Linked DNA regions of Gasterosteus aculeatus: region 2 is linked to region 1. Evidence: chromatin contacts called from public Hi-C data. All regions are on one chromosome and are shown on one strand. Each heading gives the region's core, a stretch centred on a gene start, on an enhancer-like site or on the middle of the called end of the contact. The rest is flanking DNA. Distances are from core to core; before and after follow the strand shown. Region 1 holds the start of rwdd (RWD domain containing 4). Region 2 overlaps adam19a (ADAM metallopeptidase domain 19a).

Region 1 (3,061 bases), core at 251-2,750:
GTTCTCCATGAGGGACTCCTGGTTCTCCTTGGCCCACTCAAACAGTGTATACATCATGGCGGTGCCCAGGTTGGCCTCCACTTGCTCCTCCAGCTTTGACAGGATCAGCTGCTTTGTCTCTGCAGAGCTGTTGTGAAATCAGCATGATTTGATGATGATAAGATTGTGGTTGTTGTACTGACAAACTGCAACAATTTTCAAAATTCAAAAGAACCCGACAACACTCTGGTGTGTCCAGATTTTAATGTCAGTCAATCTGCCATCAGATTTTCCAAATGTAAACCAAGGCTTACCAATATAATATTAATAATAAAGTCAGTTTCCTTTGACTTACATTCTGTTGTTGAAAAAAGCATCCAAGGAGATTTGCGGGGCCGTCTCAGGGTACATCTCAGGCCAGGTGAGGTCCAGGATGAACGCATTTTTGTCTTCAAGCGCTCCTATCTGTTGTATAACATTAAAGTAGAAGGTAAGAGAAGGTATACAGAGGACAGTACAGGGGCACAGCACAGAGGACAGTACAGGGGGACAGTACTCACCCTAAACTGAAAGGACACCGAACTGATTTCCTTGAAACACTCATCCCCCTCATAGATGGAGCGAAGAGCCTCCAGCTCCATCTGTGTGTGAAGGAGGCAAATCGCATGGAAGATTTAGTCGGTGATCTTATGAGCGGCAGAATGTGAGACAGCGTCCACCCGACAATATTGTAAATGATCTGTAAATCTAACACGGGTATGCAGGTTGAACCACGCCCGAAGACCTTTCACGGGATAATGACGATGTGGTAATAAGTTGGGTAAACGTGTGAACCTCAAGACAACTTCACGTGTTGAATCCATCTTCTAACTTAACGCCACGTTATTAGTGTTCTGTTATGATGCCAAACTGATAAGATCGAGCAGCGGCATCTAATCGGTGTAATGCATCGCTGCTCAACAGAGAAGTTACACTGGATGGATCCAACGACATGATGTTAAAAAAAATGTATTGATTCGAGGTTTACGTTGCACGTACTTGGCATACTTTTGAATGGAGTTTGGTTTGCCATTTACTCCCGTCATGCGCAAAGCTGCTTAACGAGTCGTGGACCCTCCAAGTGGAGCTCTTTCACTTCAAATAAAACGTTGACTTGTTTGACTGTGTAACGAGAATAATGCCAACTAAACCGATCCGCCTGGACTGACGCTAATATGCTAGCAGTCACGCTAGTACCTAACGTTAGTTAGCGGTTAGCCGCTAACGGCAGCTAGCCCACTACTGCACCGTCACTCATTCATACCTCTTGATCCTCGTTAGCTGTCATGATGCCGCTTCTGTTTTAGTATGATATTCTCTCTGTGTAACGTTTTCACCAGTCCCAGAGTCAACAACCCATTTTGCTTGATAAAATTATGATGATAATCTCACAACTTCCCGAGTTGTTGGGGGTAATGCCACCATTTTAGACGCATGCGCAGTAAGCCTCTGCGTGAACTTTGAACCTTCTCATCAGCGGATGCTTCTAGTATGTGTTGTAATAATAATAATAACAATAATTTATTATAGGAAATCATAGACTACTATTTTACGTGAGTGTTGTAAAAATGTACCTAAATGTGACTAAAACATTGATAACCTGTTTGTATCCCTGGTACATAACAATAAATGTGGGTTTAGGGACCAAAAGTTTCTCTGAAATGATATATATTATAAATATATACTATTATAAATAACATGTGGTTCAACGTCAGCAACATTTGATTATAGCGAATTCTCTACTCTACTGAGTGAAGTGACCAAATAAAAGCATCTGAAAAATAACATAATATGTAACTATTATAACAATGGAGCATTAAAATGGAATCTGTTAGACGTTAATCAGATTTTTATGAAACTCTTTGGTTATATCCCAAAGATTTTGGGACGTACATATGTTTTACGTTCTGCTATATCAACTAAGAAGACAAAGACAATACAACTTAATCTCTAGCAAACACTTTCTAAGTAGGATTTCCAATCAAATATTAGATTAGATTAGATTAGATTCAACTTTATTGTCATTGCACAGGGTACAAGTACTGATGCAACGAAATGCAGTTTAACATCCAACCAGAGTGCAAAATAGCAAAAAGTGCAGAGTATGTGCATATGTAAAGTGTAATAAGTGAATAAAGCACCCTGTAGCGCCTCCTAGAGGGGAGGAGGGCAAACAGTCTGTGGCTTGGGTGCCCTCTGCAGACATCTCTTGCTCTGGACAGTCTCAATGGAGTGAGGAACCGGTGATGCGTTGGGCAGTTTTCACCACCCTCTGCAGTGATTTACGGTCCGCGACAGAGCAGCTGCCATACCATACGGAGATGCAGTTTGTAAGGATGCTTTCTATGGTACAGCGGTAGAAATTCTCTAGAATCTGAGGAGACAGATGGGCCTTCTTCAGTCTCCTCAGGAAGAAGAGACGCTGGTGTGCTTTCTTTACCAGGGATGAGGTGTTGAGGGTCCAAGAGAGGTCCTTAGAGATGTGGACACAATATAATATAAAAGTAGAATCTCTGCTGTATAGAGAGCCAGTGGAGGGTTTGGTGGACTGCGGTGATGTGATCTCTGGTGGAATGGGAGAGCAGACGTGCAGCTGAGCCCTGGATTAATCTTAATTTGTTGAGGAGTGTATTTTGTGCTGTGAGGGGAGTGAATACAGAGTGGGTTGTATTGTTTGTCTGTTTTGTACCATAATGTGCTAGAACACTTTATAGAGAGTGTGTCAGCAGGATTCCAATTACAAGAGACAGTGGGTGCAATACTCATTTAAAGTGACAAAAAATCCCATTAGAGCCACAGTGTAAAGGGGAGTGAGCCTTTATGTATTCAACTAAAATGACACGGACGGACAAGCAGTACAACTCAGTGTGGGGGAAGCTGCTAAAAATGGCAAGTGGGGTTTGAGTTGCGAGGGCGGCCGTGGTGGAGGAGAAGCATCAAGAGAGACAAAGAAAGACGAGATCTCTGAGACACTTCTGGCCTTCAGTGTTGGTGAATTCAGTTATTTCACTCCTGTGATAAGAGAAAAGCTTGCTTGGTCAAA
Region 2 (3,009 bases), core at 20-2,519, 160 kb after region 1:
TCAATAAATCCCCATTTTACCAGCACCGCCTACAGTAAGAGCTTTTTGAAAACCGGCAACATGTGGTGAGCTCCGGCAGGTGAGCATACATTACCATTATCTTGGTCTTGAATTGAGTCAGATTAATATTTATAGAATAACATCATTTCCGCTATATTTAGATGAGATTGGCATAGAAGTTGGGGAATAAGATTTGAACTGTGGTCCTATGATTTAACTCATTGTTCAAATATCACAAGGTAGCATGAGGTGATTTAAAAAAGACAAAAACAAAACAGCACACACAAACAAATACATATTTACTGAATTAGATTCAATTTCAAATATATGAAGCATATGTAAATAAGACTACAACTGCATCGTATCTCTGTCACTGGTAATTTACTTCTAATTAAATGTTGAGCTGTTTCCAAAGCAGCTATTTTCCTCAACTATTATAGGTGCTCACTTGTTACTTCCTCATATACGCTTAAAGTAAAATAAATATTTTTTTACAAGACAGAAGAGCTCAGTTCTAACACAGAGCCAACATCTGGAAAACATCTTATGAGCTCAAGTCCTATAGGGTTTGTACTCTCAACATAAGTCTACATACCTTTGTTTACACAGATTAGGAGACATCCGTTTTTTGAAGCCATGCGATGAAGGAAATGCTCGTGACTGCAGCTAAACAGCTGACTAGTAAATGTAATCCAGAGATATTGCCAAATGCACATTAATGCGAAAATGACTGGAATAATATATCAGATTCCTTAATAGATTCATTTGATCTGAACCCTGAATAAATAATAAATGCAGTTTTTTTTTTCTAATTGCTTTCTTATTGATCTATCCTCTCTAATCACTCCTTCTCTGTTAAATGTAAAAGGCCTTTAAGGCCAAGCTTTTACTTTTTTCTTATTTGTGTCAAATATCCACTATTTGATATGAGTTGACTTTGGGATGTAATCGTTTGAGGTGATTTTAATCTACTGTAGTGAGACTTCTCCTCTTATCAGCCAGCTGAACATATTTCGGAGACAACCTGGATCGAGTCCAGCGCAGAGCTCTGCTCTCCTCCCTGCTGTTTCCGTGTGCCAGGACGAGTGTGTAACACATGCTGATGACTCCTGATCAAGAAGTAGGTCTTGGTGTACTAATAATGGAAATGTCAACAATCCATGTTTCTATTCCCTTTTAGTTGGTGTGTGAGCTGCTTCCCAGACCGTCTCCCTTCCCTCCCCAGAGGCCTCTCCCTCTCAGCCCAGCTAGAGGAGCCTCCCCCACAGTGAGTCCAGCCCGAACCCTGGTCTCCAAACCCTCCCCGGGCCTGCTGGTCATGATGCCACCTGCAGTGGGACCCAAACCTGTGGGCAAAGTCTCAGCCATCCCTCCTCTCCGTGCTCTCAGGTAGGCACACATAGACACGCTGCATTGTAGAGTATTCTTAGTGGCCCAGGATTCTTTCAATTGTGGTATAAAATAAGAGGGTTTTATGTTTCCAGCTAAGGGAAAAGTGTCACAGAGCAAAGGTTGGAGGGGTGAAAGTACTCACAGGACTCTTTATAACGATGTTACATAGTTTAACAACTTAAATATTAATAATTGTTCTCTCTCTGAAATTTGCATCAGCAACATACGTCTATTTACAATGTGCACACCTTTACATACACCTTGTGATCTCAAGTCTCAATCAGCACCCTGGACCCTTCTATGTAAAATCTCAAACGTTGTAATATTTCCACATCACCTTAACACCAAACTGGTAAAAATGAAATGCTATAAAATAATTGTTGTCATTTTATGTCTACAAACAACAGATATCTTGTGTGTGAACAAGCAACGTGCAAAGCAAGAATGGGGCGACCGTAATTGAAAGTGGCATGTATGATAGTAAGATTGTTAGAGTGGTATGTGTGGTAAAGTTGTTCAATCTGATCCGTTCTCTCGTAAACATTCTTCGTTTTAATAATGGCGGAATCGGGCTATGAAAACGGAAATGTGCGACTCCGTAAAGGATGTAGTTAGCGGACCAATCGCAGCCTGGTGCGCTGCGGGAGGCTTGCGTTGAAAAATGTCTCGACACACGCAAGGACGCAAGGAGGTGTGAAAAGGCACGCAAGGGACACGCAAGGGGGTCTTACGTCTGCGGCGCTCTGAAAACGCAGAAGCATAAACTAGGCTTTACTCCCGCATCTTTCCATTTTGGCTTCTATTGGGTCTGGCCCGAGCCCAGCTGAGACAAGCAGAAGGGGAGGACGTGCAGATATCTTATTTTTCCAAATATTACTGGGTATATTTCATATTTCAAAAACACAAATATTGACTATTTGTAAAATGTATTTTTAATGTAATAAAGAATCTCCCTTTTTTTTGTGGCTCAAGGCCCCACGGCCCTCTATGGGCCAGCGGCCACTGGCCAAAATCATTTGAGATAGTGTGACTACTATGACATAAATCAGACTTTGCTTACTCACCAACTTACTAAATTTGACTGGAGATTCGAGAACTATTTATGACTTTCCAACAGCAAACTTTTGACTTGAAAAATAAAATTGTCTCATCAATCCTGCCTCCCTATTGTCTCCTGTGTAATTTTAATGCATACTTCCTAACAACAAGATTACGCCTTCCAATATACGATCTTGTTATTTTAAATACGTCATGGTTTGGGGATTTTGTACAAGGAACATGTGACCCGGTGAAACAGCTTGGGTCATTGATATGTTTCAAGACAAGAATGGAGCTCTATGCCACAGGGGAAGAGATATCAGGCTATGATATACAAATCAATTGTTCACACCCGGTTCCAAAATATAAGAAAGTCTGTAAAAGTTTGACATTAAGACAGAATGCCTTCTTTTTGTCCTTCTCCTTCCAGACCAGTCCCAGGTGCCAAAGCAAACGCGGCCTCGTCTCTGCCACGAAAATGACCTTCTCCTCCACCCTCCACCCTGAGGAGGCAGCAGCTGACAGCCTATTTGCACTAAAAGACCGTGGCCGGTAAACCCCAGAGCTGTCGCACAAACG

What was found. A called contact is a pair of places that touch in the nucleus more often than the background predicts.
Region 2: a Hi-C map of skeletal muscle shows a contact between it and region 1, with 7 times the contacts expected there. The contact joins the enhancer-like site here to the promoter of rwdd in region 1. A contact is called at or near these places in 4 of 6 Hi-C or Micro-C datasets (skeletal muscle, tail fin and whole body).

The regions. Positions count from the first base shown.
Region 1 is chr7:12,507,203-12,510,263 of fGasAcu3.hap1.1, forward strand. rwdd (RWD domain containing 4) reads right to left here and starts at 1,501. Exons shown (of 8, transcript XM_078105771.1): 1 at 1,283-1,501; 2 at 540-620; 3 at 335-444; 4 at 1-127. The coding sequence starts at 1,306.
Region 2 is chr7:12,671,487-12,674,495 of fGasAcu3.hap1.1, forward strand. It overlaps adam19a (ADAM metallopeptidase domain 19a), which reads left to right. Exons shown (of 23, transcript XM_040179604.2): 22 at 1,181-1,389; 23 at 2,861-3,009. The coding sequence ends at 2,912. Among protein-coding and RNA genes, the nearest start is that of LOC120821232, 13 kb to the right of the region's middle. Within about 2 kb of position 1,270, at least 1 of the 9 cell types and tissues checked has open chromatin away from gene starts, as enhancers often do.